2 separate regions of the Mus musculus genome follow, and region 1 is linked to region 2. The links are chromatin contacts, called in public Hi-C maps. All regions are on one chromosome and are shown on one strand. Each heading gives the region's core, a stretch centred on a gene start, on an enhancer-like site or on the middle of the called end of the contact. The rest is flanking DNA. Distances are from core to core; before and after follow the strand shown.

Evidence for each region. Hi-C and Micro-C count contacts between places; a contact is called where the count stands out from the background.
Region 1: a Hi-C map of the N1E-115 cell line shows a contact between it and region 2, with 3 times the contacts expected there. The contact joins two enhancer-like sites. A contact is called at or near these places in 5 of 39 promoter capture datasets (cancer-associated fibroblasts, cranial neural crest, embryonic stem cells and 2 more), 2 of 484 Hi-C or Micro-C datasets (the N1E-115 cell line and embryonic stem cells), 12 of 115 datasets of contacts at active chromatin or transcription factors (craniofacial prominence, differentiating embryonic stem cells, embryonic basal ganglia and 8 more) and 2 of 9 other capture datasets (embryonic stem cells and liver).

Annotation. Positions count from the first base shown.
Region 1 is chr2:174,124,252-174,131,494 of GRCm38.p6, forward strand. It overlaps Gm10714 (predicted gene 10714), which reads right to left. Exons shown (of 4, transcript NR_040530.1): 3 at 1,585-1,636; 4 at 787-1,441. Among named protein-coding and RNA genes, the nearest start is that of Npepl1, 18 kb to the left of the region's middle. Within about 2 kb of position 2,895, at least 99 of the 459 cell types and tissues checked have an H3K27ac peak or open chromatin away from gene starts, as enhancers often do. A contact at or near this core is called in the N1E-115 cell line, where this site is marked.
Region 2 is chr2:173,562,218-173,569,559 of GRCm38.p6, forward strand. It overlaps Ankrd60 (ankyrin repeat domain 60), which reads right to left. Exons shown (of 4, transcript NM_027303.2): 4 at 6,441-6,859. The coding sequence ends at 6,552. Among named protein-coding and RNA genes, the nearest start is that of Ankrd60, 12 kb to the right of the region's middle. Within about 2 kb of position 2,519, at least 26 of the 459 cell types and tissues checked have an H3K27ac peak or open chromatin away from gene starts, as enhancers often do. A contact at or near this core is called in the N1E-115 cell line, where this site is marked.

The sequences.
Region 1 (7,243 bases), core at 1,645-4,144, 560 kb after region 2:
CATTTTAACTGTCAACTTGACATAACCTAGAATCACCCAGGAAGGATCTCAACGAGGGATTGTCTACACTGAGTCGGCCTATAGGCATGTATTTGATGCATTCTCTTAAGTTCAATTTTGTGGGGAAGACACAGCCCACCGTGGGCGGCACCATTTCCTAGGCAGGATTGATTCTGAGTGAGCTAGGCTGTGGTCATCCTCACCATGACCACAGTGGGTGACCACCTGGCATGCCCAAGGAGGAGCAGAACCTTCAGCTTCCATGCTAGGAGCTGCCCAGCTTCCCCCTGACTTGGAGAGCACAGAAGGAAGACCTACTCTCTGTATTAACATAAGGAGCCCTAGACAGGACCATCGTTAAGAACCCATGCACCCATGCTAAGGGAACATAGAAACATACACCTTTGGCCTTTCGGGGAACACTGAAAGTGGCCTGAATCTGCTTAGAAGCACAAGGTAGGTGTGGGAGCCATGTTGTTTTATGGCCGGGAGTGTCTCACCCAAGCTCACCTTCTCTGGTCACTCCTGTGCCTCCAGTCACCCAGTGCCTGGTTTGTCCTCATAGCCCTAGGCCTGAGCACTTCAGCCTTGCAGGAGAAAAGTCAGCTGGTCTCCACATTGCAGCCTGAAGGAGTGGGCTGATTGAGCTGGGTATGGGCAACAGCCATAACGGTACCCCATTCAAGTCCCCAAAACCCAAGAAGACACTCCCCCAAATCAGTTCTCTCTGTGCCAGCAAACGGGCATCAATCAGCTTTTTTTACACTGACAAATCCCCAGGAAAATCAACAGGAAGGGAAACCTTTTATTTTCACTCATGGTTTCAGAGGGCTCCATCCACGGTTTGTATGAAGGCATTGACCTGCTACAGAAGGCAGCTGGTAGGAGCAGGTAGCTGTCAAGGCTGCTCACCTCGTGGTAGCTGGGAGTCAGAGAAGAAATGTCAAGAACTGCTTTGGCTGTCAGCTTTCACCACCCAGTTTCAGCATGAACTCCTCAGTGGCTTAATCCACCGGCAAAGTCAGCGCTATCTAGTTCCACTTCTGTGACTAAAACCCCGTGAGGAAGAGCGGCTAAGGAGAGAGAGAGGATTTAGCTTAGAATTCCTGGCTACTGTCCATCACTGTGGAGAGTTATAAGTGGGGAGAAATGCGTGAACGCATGCCGGTGTTCATCTCAGTGATTCAACTCCTCACAGTTCAGGATGCCCTGCTTAGGGAATGACACCACCCACAGTAGGCTGTGGTTTCCCCTATCATTTAACTTAAGGCAGTTGCCCACAGACATCCCCAAAGTATACATAATCCCTCACAAAGACTCTTCCTGTCGACCCAGCCACCACCTTTCCGTAATACCACCTCTAAGCGTGGCTGCACAGAGTGTGGCTGCACCTCCAACACAATATCCCCAGAGGACAGATCCAGTCAAAGCTAGATCCAAACTGGATGGAAGAAACAAGGAAAAGTCAGTGTCAGATCTCCATCTTTGCTACCCAGATCTTAGACCGCGCAGTGCTAAGTGACTGCAACAGGGGAGTAACCCCTTACAAGACATGATGGGTGTTTTAGGAAGAAGTCTGCTTACCTGACCCTTATGGGTGCTGAAGTGGCCTCTGAAGCCCATTGAGATGGAAGAGCTGGAAGAGAGAACTCATTCAGTAAAGTACTTGCCGTGCAATCATGAGGACCTGAGTTTAGATAGAGAGAAGCCAGGTAAAAGGCAGACACAGCAGTATGTGCCTTTAATCCCAGCATTTGGGAGATAGAGACATGAAGATTCTTGGAGCTTGCTGGTCAGCCTGTCTAGCAAATCATTGTCTAACAAATTAAGGTAAGAAGCAACTCAGGAAAGACTCCAGATATCTGGCATCTACATGTAAACACATACAAATATATACATATCTTTATCCCCACCACCACACACGTACACATGTGAATTCATATGCACATATACACACATATATGCATATGTTTGTATGTATACACACATACAAATATATACAAACATTTTTCTTAGAAGAAGGGAACCAGGTTGCCAGGCGCTGATGCTGCACGCCTTTAATCCCAGCACTTGGGAGGCAGAGGCAGGCAGACCTCTGAGTTTGAGGCAACCCTAGTCTACTGAGCAAGTTCCAGAACGGCTAGGGAGGGCTATACAGAGGAAATCCTGCCTCAAACAAAACAAACAAAAACAAAGAAACAAGAAGGGGGGGGGAACCAAGTGAGAGCTATTTCTACAGAGGGTGTTGGGTGCCAGGAGACACCCCCAACACACTCACACACACACTGCGGTTTGCTTCTAGGTATGACTCCATCAGAGGCTGCTGACACGAGTTCCCAAACCTCCTCATCCAGGCCCTTCCCAAGGGGACACCCTGTTCAGGCACATCGCCCTCCTCCACCCCAGCCTGCCCCTCGGCCTCTGCTCAGAGCCCCACACCTAGAGCATCAAGCACCAAGCCCCTCCCTCCAGCATCTCCCGTGAGTTCCCGGCTGGAGGGTTTCCGGGAAGGTTGTTCTTTGCCGCAAGGACATGCTGCAGTGCCCACCCCTCCCCGGGCCTCTGATCCCAGCAGGTCCCTCAGTGCCCAGTAAATGCCTGTTGAATTTTCTGCTGTGACTCTGCCTGAAGCTCCTGCTCAGGCGGATGTTCCCTGGTGAATTAGTGTTCAACATTTTTGTTTATTTGTTTGTTCTTTAACAAAAGGTTGTTTTGGTTTGAGATTCAGCAAAAATACAGGCTGTATTCAGCTTCCTCTCCATTCAGGACTCAGTAAATTAGTTGTTTTCCAGTCTGTTCCGAGTCCTTGCCTCAAATGCGCCTCCAACAAGATAATGCATTTAAAAGCCCTTGGAAAAGTACCAACCCCACGCACATGTGGGGTACTGTCATCCTGTGAGCTCTGCCGGAAGACAAGCGCTGCAGCTGGCTCACTCCACACCCCGCCCCCACACTGGGCTTAGCTACAGGTCCCGCTGTGAAGCTCCTACTCAGGATTCAGAGCGGGCGGGCGGGGGGGGGGGGGGGGGGGGCTGTCTCCAGGTTGGTCCCCCCAAACCCAGTCTCCACCCCCAGATACAGCCTCGGCTGAGGGGGGCTGGAGGGGAAGACAAGAGATAAACTAACACTCCTTTGAGGAGAAGACCTGTCCATATCCGTGTCTAATCCAGAGGCCATTTTGGCTTTCTTTGGGGCCTGCTGTGGTCCTGAGGGTTTCTGAGATCAATCCAGGGAGGAGGATGCAGCAGGAAAACGAAATCACCCTCCCAAGCTTAAAAGGTTCAGAAGCCTGGTTCTCGTTCCCGGTCTGCAGTCAGAACAAAAGGTGCCTCCAGCCAGAAGCCTCTGTTCTTGTTGGCTGGCCCTGGCCTGCTCTGGGGGGTGGGGGGACCTTCCTTCTTCCACCCCACGCACCTTTACTTGTTTGTCTTCTTTCCTGTCATGCGCTGGATGAGTCTCTGAGATTCATGCCCACGCCAAGTCCAGTATGACATCAGTATACCAACGGCATAAAGCTAGCTTCTTCATTCACCCACATTGATCCAACATCACCTGCAAGTAAACTCCCTTAAGCACAGACCCCTCTCTTGGGAGTGTCTTCCCACCCTGAACCTTAGAAATCAACTGTTATGAGAAGCCTCAGCTGCCTTGCTGGAGGCTGGAGAAGGCTGTGTGTGGTGCCCGGGGAGCCTGCTTGGTGGAAATCAAAGTCCTAAGGCTGACCTTAGAGGCTAGCATCTATTCCAACCATGGGCCATCACAAGAATAGCTAATATGTCACCAGCAGTTTGCTGCTTGCTAGACAGCTGCTATGATCTTGTCCTGTATAGCATCTACAGAGGCCCAAGTCCACAGATGATTGGTGCTTGTATGCAGAGTAAGGGTCATCTGGCCTGGCATAGCCTGTGCACTGAAAGAGCTCTCTGGTCCTCTAAGACCCTCTGTCCTTTGTTCCCACCCCCACACAATGCACCACACTCTGTGTGGTCAGAGAGATGGCACTTTCCAAGGCACTCGACAGTGAGTGTATACCCAGGAGGCTCTGCATGTGGCCTGGGTGCTGAGCCTCAGGTTCTGCACCAGTAACACACATAAGCTCCATGGCGTTGCATGTGACAATGACGTCTAGGACATGACCTTGATAGCTCTGGCAATGGAAGAACACAAAGAAGAAAGTTGGGATTGGTGAAAATTCTAAAATGTTGTGCATCAAAAAGGATGAGGATGGTGGAGACTGTGGCTCAGACAGCGAAGTGCTTGATGTGCAAGTGTGAGGCCCAGACCCGTCCTCAGTTCCCCATACACATACGGATCCAGCTGAACATGCAGGCAAAGTCCAGCATCAGGAGTCTAGGACAGACAGACGGACAGATCCCTGGGGCTTGATGACCTGTTCATGATGCTCAACTAGTGATTCTGGGCTCAGTGAGAGACTCTGTCTCTCTCCAAAAATATGATGGAGAACAACAGAGAAACACACCCAATGTCCACTTTTCTCCTATATACACACACATACACACACATACTCACACACACATACCACACACATACATACCCACATTTACACATGCATATAACACACACAGGTAGCCACACACGTACCTCCCCACAGGTATACATGAGCAATGTATACCCCCTCCCTGTATATAAACACATCAAAAAACACTATTAACAGAGTAAAAAGGAGAAAACATTTGTAAATTACATATCTAATAAGGGTCTGACCCAGAATACATAAACACCTATAACTCAAAATTATGTAGCAGAGCGTTGTCTAGCAGACACAAAGCCCTGGCTCATTTCCTCCACCTCATTCTCCCAAAGCGAGACAGACCAATTTAGGTGGCACAATGGCAGGCACCTGTAATTCAAGCTACTTTGGATACTGAGGTGGGAGAGTCGTGAGCTGGGGGCCAGGCTGGGCTACACAGTGCGAGCTCATCTCAAAAGCAGCAGCAAGGACAACAAAGCTCCCACCAAATAGCAACAACAGAAAACAGCCTAATTCAAAAATAGGCGAAGGAGTTGAATAGACATTTTTCCTAAGAAGATACACAAACGGCTAATGAGCACATGAAAAGATGTTCAACGTGGCTAATGGTTAGAAAAATGCGAGACAAAATTACAGCGAGCTACAACCTCGCACCCATTAGGGTGGCTGCTATGCAAGGAACCCAGAAGATAATCAATGTTGATGAGGCTGGAGGGAAATTGGAGCTGTCACGCGGGGCTGGTATGTCGCATGGCGTGAGCGCTAGGGATACAGCCTGCTGCTCTCCCAAAAGTTCAAGGACAATTACCCCATGACACAGCAGTTCTTCTACTGAGCACGTCTTCTGAGAAGCCAAGGAAAGTTTTCAGAGCTAGGTGTGTAGGCCCATGGTTGTAGCTAACATGATAGCTCTCACCACACACTCAATTACAGCGGGTATGGAGAGATGAGGGAGGGATGCAAATGTGTACGGTGCGTGTGAAGTGGACCCGAGAGAGGGCAACCCAGACCCAAGCCACAACTTGGATGAATCTTGATGCTGCTCTGTTGTGGAAAATAAGCCAGTCACAGGGGTCCCCAGACTCAGTGGTGAAACTAGAGTATTACAGGGCTGAGGGAGAGAAGGTAGGAGAGTTAGTTTGATGGGGAGAGAGTTTAAGTTCAACAGAATCAGTGTAGCTCTGGAGGTGGGTGGTCCGGAGGCTTGCACAGGGTGAATTCTCTCAAAACTCATACAGTTAAAACTGGGGAAGATGGCAAATTTTATGTTGTATATATATTTGCCAGAATAAAAACAATACATTTTTTTTTTTTTGTGGGAGATGGCTTGCCACACAATCATGAAGACCTGAGTTAGATCCCCGGAGTTCACATAAAAAACCAGCTGAAAGTGATGTGAGCTTTCCATTTCAGTTCTTGCAGATGGGGAGAAGAGGAATTCTTGGACCCCAGCCTAAACTGCAAGGCCTGGGCCAGTGAGAGATCCTGTCTCAAAAACAAAACAAAACAGCAAAAAACAGGGGGAGAAAAAGATAGCTCCAGAGACATAAAATCTGAGGTTGACCTCTGGTTTCCACATGTATACATGGGCACACACCCCTGAACATGTCACAAACACGAACACACACACACACACACACACACACACACACACAAGGGGTAAATAAGCACTTAGCAGTATGGATGGTTCCTGGGCACCCTGGCCAGGGAGTTAGGCTGGTCTGTGAACAGTAGCTTTGAGGCTAGCAGAACTCCGACCAACTCAGTCATCTCAGTAGCTCCGGGACTAGGAGTTTCCCTGAATCTTTCATTTATGTAGCATGTTTGGTGATCTGTTGGGGTGTTCTCTGTCACAAGACACCCTTTTCATTTTCCCACCCACAGTAGATGGTCTAGATAGGACACCCTTTCAGCCAAGGCTCTATCTGAGCCAGGAGGGATGTTTCCAGGACTCCCTCAGGGCATGGCTGAGCATTTGGCCAGTGTTCTTGTGGCTTCCTTCACCATATGCTAGATATCCATTACACACTGGCCAAATGTTTAAATGTCAGAAATACATCACTGACGTGGGGGTGCAAAAGCCCAGATCCCAAGGGACGGAGGCCGGGGAGTGGGTCTCAGCCTCTTCCTTCCCAGCTGATGACCCACCTCTGTCCCTCCGATCTCCTTCCTCAGCCAGCCTTCACTCGGCCCTGGGAACTCCAAACAAGACAGCCACACATGGTTCCTTGAGACCCCCAAAGGAAGACATCATATCCATCTGTGCTGGGAGACATCACAGTTCCATTTCCTCCCACGCTATAAATAAACAGCTGGCAGACACAGAGACAGCAGAGAGGACTACCTCATCCTTCTCCTTACCTTCCGGCATGTTTTTATTCATTCATTCAACAAGCGCGCACCTTATTCCTCCTTGGTGTCAGGTGCCAAGAGACAGTGTTGAAAAGATAATTTTCAGTTTCATGATGGCCACAGCCTAGCAGGGGTGATGGGTGCTCATCAGGTTGTCACACAAGTAAAGACACTAAAGACTGCAACAACCTCCCTGAAACTTCGGGAGGGGGGAGGATGAGGACATTTTGGAGACATCATTCAAAGACTAGATGGATGATGGGATGGCAAGATGGCTCAGTAGGCATAGGTGTTTGCTGTGCAGGCCCATGAGCCAAGTTCAATTGACATAGCAGATGGTACAGAGTTGTCCTCTGACCTCCACATGCTTGCCATGACACGTGTGCCCATTCATATACA
Region 2 (7,342 bases), core at 1,269-3,768:
GAGTCTGGGCACATGTCTGCTCACCCTTCAGTCCACACTGCATGATGGTGCTCGGCCCCACAGGCATGTCTAAGGAAACCTGACTGACCTGCTGTGGCATAATGCTTATGCCCCCTACCTCAATGCTCTGAGTGCATTCACTGTATACGGCATTCAAAAATACCTTGGAAGGGCTCATTGTCAAAATTCCCCAGCTTTGAAGAGCTATGATGGGACAGGTCTTTTTCCTTTCTTCTTCTTTGTGTGTGTGTGTGCAAGAATGTGTGTGGGTGTGCGTGCATTGTATGAGTATATTGTGTGACTATTTTGTGTGTATGTGAGCATATGCATTTGTGTGTGCTCATGTGCATGTGTGGGTATGTGTCTGTGTGCATTGTGTGTATATTTGTGCTTGTGTGCACTCCTATGCATGTATAAGTGTACATGCATGTGTGCACATATGTGTGTGTGCATGTGTATTCATATGTGCAAGTGTGTCCTTCTGTGTGCAAACATGTGTAAGGTGTATATGTATGCATGTGTACACACAGACACACACACACACATCTGTGGAGGGCAAATGTCCACAGCAGTGCCTCTCCTCAGGCTCCATCCTCCTTGTTACTTGAAGCAGGAGCTCTCACTAGCCTACTACAAGTAGGCTGGAATGGCTGGCCCACAGACCCCCAGGGGTCCAGTCTCCAATAGGCTGGAATGGCTGGCCAACAGACCCCGAGGGATTCAGTCTCCACCAATCTGGCTTTTTGCTTGGTTTCTGGGAATCAAACTTGATCCCCAATACAGTGTGGATGGACCCAGGGCCTCAGCCTCTTTAACATCATTCTTTATGCCTAAATCTACATGGACAAACATACACAGGGTGTCTCTTGACAGTTATAACTTGGGGATCAAGTAAATATTTCCAACCCTTAGGGCCACATCCCGGGCAGTCCCTTGGCTTGTACTTACAGTATACAAGACAAGATCAAGTCTTTTTTTAAAAACAAACAAGCAAACAAAAAACCCACCAGGGTCTCATGTAGCCCAAGATGACCTAGAGCTCACCGTGTAACTGAGGATGTCCTTGAACTTCGAATTCCAGCTGACATCCACACCCAGTTTTTGGAAGGCTGGGAATTGAACCTAGGGCCTCACAGGTATTACACAGTCAACTAAGCTACATCCCAAGACCCTCAAATGATTTTTTAAATAAAAACACGTGTGTGCGTGTGTCCCTGAACGTGTATGTGCATGCATGTATGCCTTTGTGTGTGTTTACGTACTGTCTGCATACATCTACGGAATATGCATGCAGTGACCACAGAGTCCAGAAGAGGGGGTCTGGAGCTGAAGTTACAGGTAGGTTTGAGCTGGAAAATGAATCCTGGCCTTCTATAAGGACTGCTAACACCCTTAATCACATCCCTCCAACCCTGTATGGTCTTTCAAAAGCTGCAAACTATGCCCCCCAACATACCCCGTGCTGGGCACAAGGGATACTCAAGGCCTTATCATCCAGGCCTGCGGTTTCAACATATATAAACATCTTATGCTCTGGGACTTCCACAAAGCTGGGGAGCTGGGTCTAGACTGGGATTTGGACAGGAAATGGTGAGTTATAACCTTGCAAGGATATGGAATTCTCTAAACATCCCTGTGACATTTCCCAGGCACACACACACATGCACTCTGGAGCCCCAGATGTTATTGGTATTTTTTAATTTTTTCCGTTTTAAATTTAGAACATATAGCAACCAAACAAGTCAAGGATGATGCTGTGGGAACACAGGACGTGATTTCCTGGGGCAGATGGGACACTGGGCTTTCTTGTTCCGTGGCCAGATGTGTACTCCTAGAGTGATGGAGGACAGACCCCTTTCCGGATGTCGTGAGGGCTATACACGTGTCCCCCTGGCCAATGTACATGTCCCCTGTGCCCGCTCTGCAGAAAGTTCCAGGACTCAGGCAGAAATGCCACCCTCGAGCCCCCCAAATTGAGCTCCACTCTTGAATTTTCAAGTGACGCATATAGCAGCATCCCTGACATTTCCGCAGAACACAAACCCCGGTGTTTTGCCAAATGTTAATGGGTTTCTGTGCCCTCCACTGGCTGCCTCTGTATTCAATGCGCAGTGCAGGGGCAGGGCCTGAAGACTGGAATTTTCCTCTGCCTGAGAGCCTGTTGTTCCTCTGCAGCGGCTCTGGCCTGGGGGCGCTCTATGAGTTGCTGAGAAAGCCTTCCACCACTTAATGTCCAGACCAGCAAGTTTACGGGAAATTATTAATCTCCCACTTTGGGAATTATTAGTTCTGGATGGAGACTCTTATTGTATAAGGTTTGCTGAGAATTTATGAGCCTCTCTGGAATCCGGGAGGGGATCGATTCTCAGAGAGTAAACATTTTAAGCAAATTAAGTGTTGGTGGTATAATAATACGAATAATGCCTGCCATTTTTCAAGTGTCTGCTTCGAGCCAGGCATTCCATCTCTCTGGTGGCAACAGGGGCAGGTTTTACTACCCCGAACGCGCCACATGAGGCAGCTGAGACCCCAAGAGCTGCCCCTGGTTGGTCTAATGCCACATATCTAGGGGCAGAGGGAGTCTCTAAAGCATGTGTAGCCGACCACAGAACTGCCCTCCTTCCTGCTCACCAAGGAGTTGCTGTGGTAGGCAATTCCCCTGGGCTGTTTCTTCTGCCAACAGGACTGGCTGTGCAGAAGGGCAAAACCTGCTGATGAGATGGGTAGAGGGGAGCCGAGGGTCTCAGGAGATGGCCATTGGTTCTGAGGTTGCACAGCTGATGGGGAGGACGGCTTGGGGCGGGGTGGGGGTGAGGGTCGGTTCCATCAGTAACGCTTGCTGTGCAAGCATGAGGACCTGAGTCTGAGCCCCAGAACCCACATAAAGAAACCCAGCGGGGCACCTGGAGACGCGGCTCAGTGGTTAAGTGCACTGGCTGCTTTTGTAGAGGGCCCAAGTTCAGCTTTCGGCACGTGGTGTTGAGAGTAACCCCATGCAGGGCAGAGAGAGAGAGACAGAGACAGAGAGACAGACAGAGACAGAGACACTTTTTCCCACATTCTGGAAACCCTGAGCTAGTGATCATAGAGTGGGGACAGACAGGCAATCCAGGGAGAGCAAAAGACTCAGGTGCGCGGAGACAGCTCTACTTCCTGCTGATGACACTTGAGGGGGGTGGGGGTGGCACCGAGGCTGAAGCGCCAGGAGAATAGGCCCATAGGCCCACCATCTCAGTCCTGAGTTAGCCTCACAGGCTGAGAGCTCTAGACTAGAGCTTATGTTGCTGGTCTTAAGTTTTCCATTGCACTGGCTCCTGTGACAGAGGCCAGCTACAGTGACCTCTGCAGGGCAGATGAGGGGGAGAGAGTAGAGACTCATTCCGGGGGTGGGGGAAGGGGAAAGGATACGCTGGTCACTGAGCACTGACTTTGAGAAACCCTATAGCCAAGGCAAACGGGAGCTCGGTGCAGTGCAAACCATCATTTTTGCTTTGTCATCCTGCCGGGCTGGCTTTCCAGAACTCTTCCCAGGATGCCATGGGGCTTTACCGGTGAGCTATGTCTCTGGCTGGGATGAAGAGATAAGATCATTTCTATGTCCCCTCTAAGGTCCTCAAGGGCACACCATAACACGTCCCAGGGCACTAAGGACCAAGGACTGCTCATCAGAGTTCAGTGGCCAGAAGCAGAGAGAGCTCAGAAAAGACATCAAGTGAGTTTTTTTTTTCCGTCTCTTTCCTCAACCACCTTTCCCAGAGCTTCCGCGGGGCTCCCAGGCAACATCTCAAACAGCATTTTTTTGGGGGGTGGGGGGAACGGTGTTCTCCAGTGTGTCCAGCAACCTCAGGGACCTGTTGTAGGAAGGACCTTCCTCTACCCTCTACAAGGAATCCTTGCCTCAGAGAAGTGAAGACCGGCCCGGAGACATGAGCCTGGAGGGCTGCGATAGCTCCTTCTCTATGACTCCAACTCCACACAAGTGAGGTCCCTGATGACCGGAAGGCCAGCCCAGTGAGGGCACAGACATAAGGGAACCAGTGTCCTCCCCATACACACATTGTTCCCAGGATGTAGCAGACCACCCTCCACATTCCAGATCTGCTCCAGGGCGTGGGCCATCGAGGTATTTCCACTCCTGTGGAAACAATGTCAATGACCCCTCCCCTGATGCTCCTTTGATGTCCCCTGAAGCATGAACGATAGGACGAGCATGGGGGAAGCAGCTCCAGATGTAACATTCTGTCAGCCAATGGCAGATCACGGAGATGTTGACATGTACAGCTCGTGACATGGGCTTGTTTCTATGTGATATGATAGTGTGTGTGTTACAGGGGTTGGGGGGGTGTTGCACATTATGTGTTCACAGTGCTGGGAACTGGATCCAGGGCCCTGTTCATGCTAGGAAAGCCCCCCCCCCACACACACACACCCAAGCTGTATCCTAAGGCCCAAGACAAGGCCCAAGACAAGCTTGTCTCTAATGGAGTATCCTCAGAGCCTAGGCATGTGTCCAAGTGGTCCTGTCCTGGACTGAAGAAAATGTCACCAGAGAAGGCTTGATGCTGCTAGATATCTAGCCAAGTGTCTAATTGAATTGAGGGAAGTGGAGTGCTTGTTCCCCAAATGTGTGGGTCCTCCTGCCAGGCGGTTGGCCCTTCCAATAACAAAGACTGCTTAGCAAGCTCCTGGCAAACACTGGACTTGGAGGGACTCCACTTGTTAAGTTAAAAGGCTACCCATAAGTCACCTCACCTCCGCACACCTCATTAGCTAAGTGACCCGACCCGATGGATTGGGGTTGTTTTAATATCTGCCTATTGACTTTGGAGCATGCCTGCCAAAAATAAGCTCTCAGCTTGACATCCCGAGGCTGAGATGAGCTTTCCTGATTCTCTATTTGTCAAACAGAAGGCTGAGCCTGGGTACAGCCACGTCGGCTGGTGTAAGACCATTGTCAACAAAGGTCTTACTCGCTGTGACACCAGGAAACGCAGACCATTAATTTTAAAGCAAGGTCTTATTGTTGGGAAATTGGAAGGGCAGCCAGGGTGCCATGCCTCTCACCTGATGACCTGATGACCTTATCAGGTCAGCCCCACCCAAGGCGACCTGATGAGTTGTCAGGAGACCTTTGACATGTTCCAGGACTTGGGTCAGGGTTTGGGGCTCCAGGGAAACATATGGCCCAACGGGAGTGACAAGGCAGATGTCATGCCACCATGAGGCCTGTGGCCCTTCCCTGCACTACAGTCCTACAACTGCAAGCCATCCTAATGGGGCTCAGGCTCCTTCGAGCACATCCCAACCTAACAAACAGCTGAGCAGCTGTCTCCCCGTGACCCCTACCCGCCCTGCCCCCACCCCCGTGTGCCTGCATACCTCCCTACTTCTTCAGAATTTCAAGGCCATCTTTCAAAACCAAGAGTGAAACTCTCATGAAAGTCAGGTTTTCACTCCAGAACATTCTAGAACAATCTCTGGCCCGCCTTTCTGTTGGTGTTGGCTCCCTGTACTCTTTTCCAGGCACTGGGCCCCAGCCTCCGTTTCCCTGCTTGCTTTCTGCACTTGGTTCACCGACCCCCCCATGACAGGGGCTGCGGTGTAGTCTGAGGCCCAACGCTTGTCTCTAATTGAAGTGTCCTCAGAGCCCAGAGCCCAGGAGTGCATGTCCAAGTGATCTTGCTCCAGACTGAAGAAATGTCACCACCGAAGGCTTGAGGATGCTGGATGTCTACTCAAGTGTCTAACTGGATTGGAGAAATGGAGTGCTTGTCCCCAAATGTATGGGTCCTCATGCCAGGCAGAGTGCCTGGGGCCAATGAATGGCTCCCAGGGAGAGACGGTGCTGGAGACAGTGGGAAGGGAGCGTGAAGGCTGTGGGGACACTGGGTTGGGACCGCAGGAAGAGGGTGCCAGCCTCTCTCTCTTTTCTGTCTCCTGTGCTGTTTTCTTCCCACTGAAGGCCACATGACTCCTTCCCACACAGATAAGAAATGAACCCCTTGGGAGACTATGTTTGGAGGCCCACAAGACACACTCTCGGCTTCCCTCTTGATCCCAGGGCTAGCTCAGCCTACACTGTGTCCCATCCCTGGCCACGGAAGTGGTCAGCTGCATGGGTTTGACAAACAAATTCGCAACCTACGCTGCTCATGACCTCCTGACGTAGGCAGTGCTCATTCTGTGCCAGTCGCAGGAGCGCTATTACCATTCCTGTTATTACTCCCATTATGCTGGTGCGTTAGAGGGCCTCGGGAGGGAGGGATAATTGGCTATCATCACCCCAAACGGTGTGATTGGGCACCAATGTACAAAGAGTTTAAAATTAAAGGCCGGCATTGTCAGCGTGGTGGGGGACAGAATGGATTACAAAAGAGATGAACTCACCTGCTCCATTACACCCTTCCGGAGACGCTAGTAAGAGGACAATCAACTTGGCGTCTGATTTGGATCTGTCCCTTCTTTCTGTTCCCTAGTGAGTGCCATGGGGGGGGGGAGGCAGTGGGGGGGGATGTAAGGTCGTCCCAGAGTCTTGTGATGGGCAAATGTACTCAGGAGATTAATATTGTGCTCCTCCTGGTCGCCATCCCAGGGCTGGATTTCTCCAAAGCTTTCCTCCCTACCAAGTCCGGGTCCCGGGACCCCGACTTGACCATCCAGTAGAGAAGGAACATCTTGTGCTCTAAATGTCCTCGCTTCAGGCGCCGCGCAATGGTGATGGGCGTGTCGCTCTTCAAGTCTCTGTCATGGATGGAGGCACCATGTTCCAGTAAGGGCTGGACGCAGTCTGTCCTGCCCATGGCTGCGACCACGTGCAGGGGCGTCCTGCCCAGGGGTGATTTGGCCAGGCAGTTTGCTCCTGTGAGATTAAAAAGACCAGCTGGAGTGGTCTGTTCTCCTAGCCAGGAGTCCCACCCGTGTGACACTAAGGTACAACAAGAAAGGGACTGGGGTTGTGGCAGGAATCTGATGGAGGGTTGGTGCTGCTCCCAGGGACATGGTGGCCTCACTAAGCTCTTCACCCCTCCCATTGAGCCTGGTCCCAGGGAGCAACCAGTAAACAGCACATTCCAGTCTCCTGTTCCAAGCACATCCCTGCATCTTGCTGCCTGGGGAGCACTCTGATGGATTTGTCTGCCCACCTCACCACATCTGCTCATCTCGTTGCAACATTGTTTCCACCCCTCCCTTGAGCTTTCTACTGATTACCTTTGCTTCTGAAGCACCAGCTCCAGGTAGCTCCTGAGCTCCCAGCAGTCTGCACTGTGCCACAGGCCCTTTGCACATGCTCTTCTGGTTATGTACTACACTTTTGCATTTCTCCCCTTTTAGGGTGTCAGTG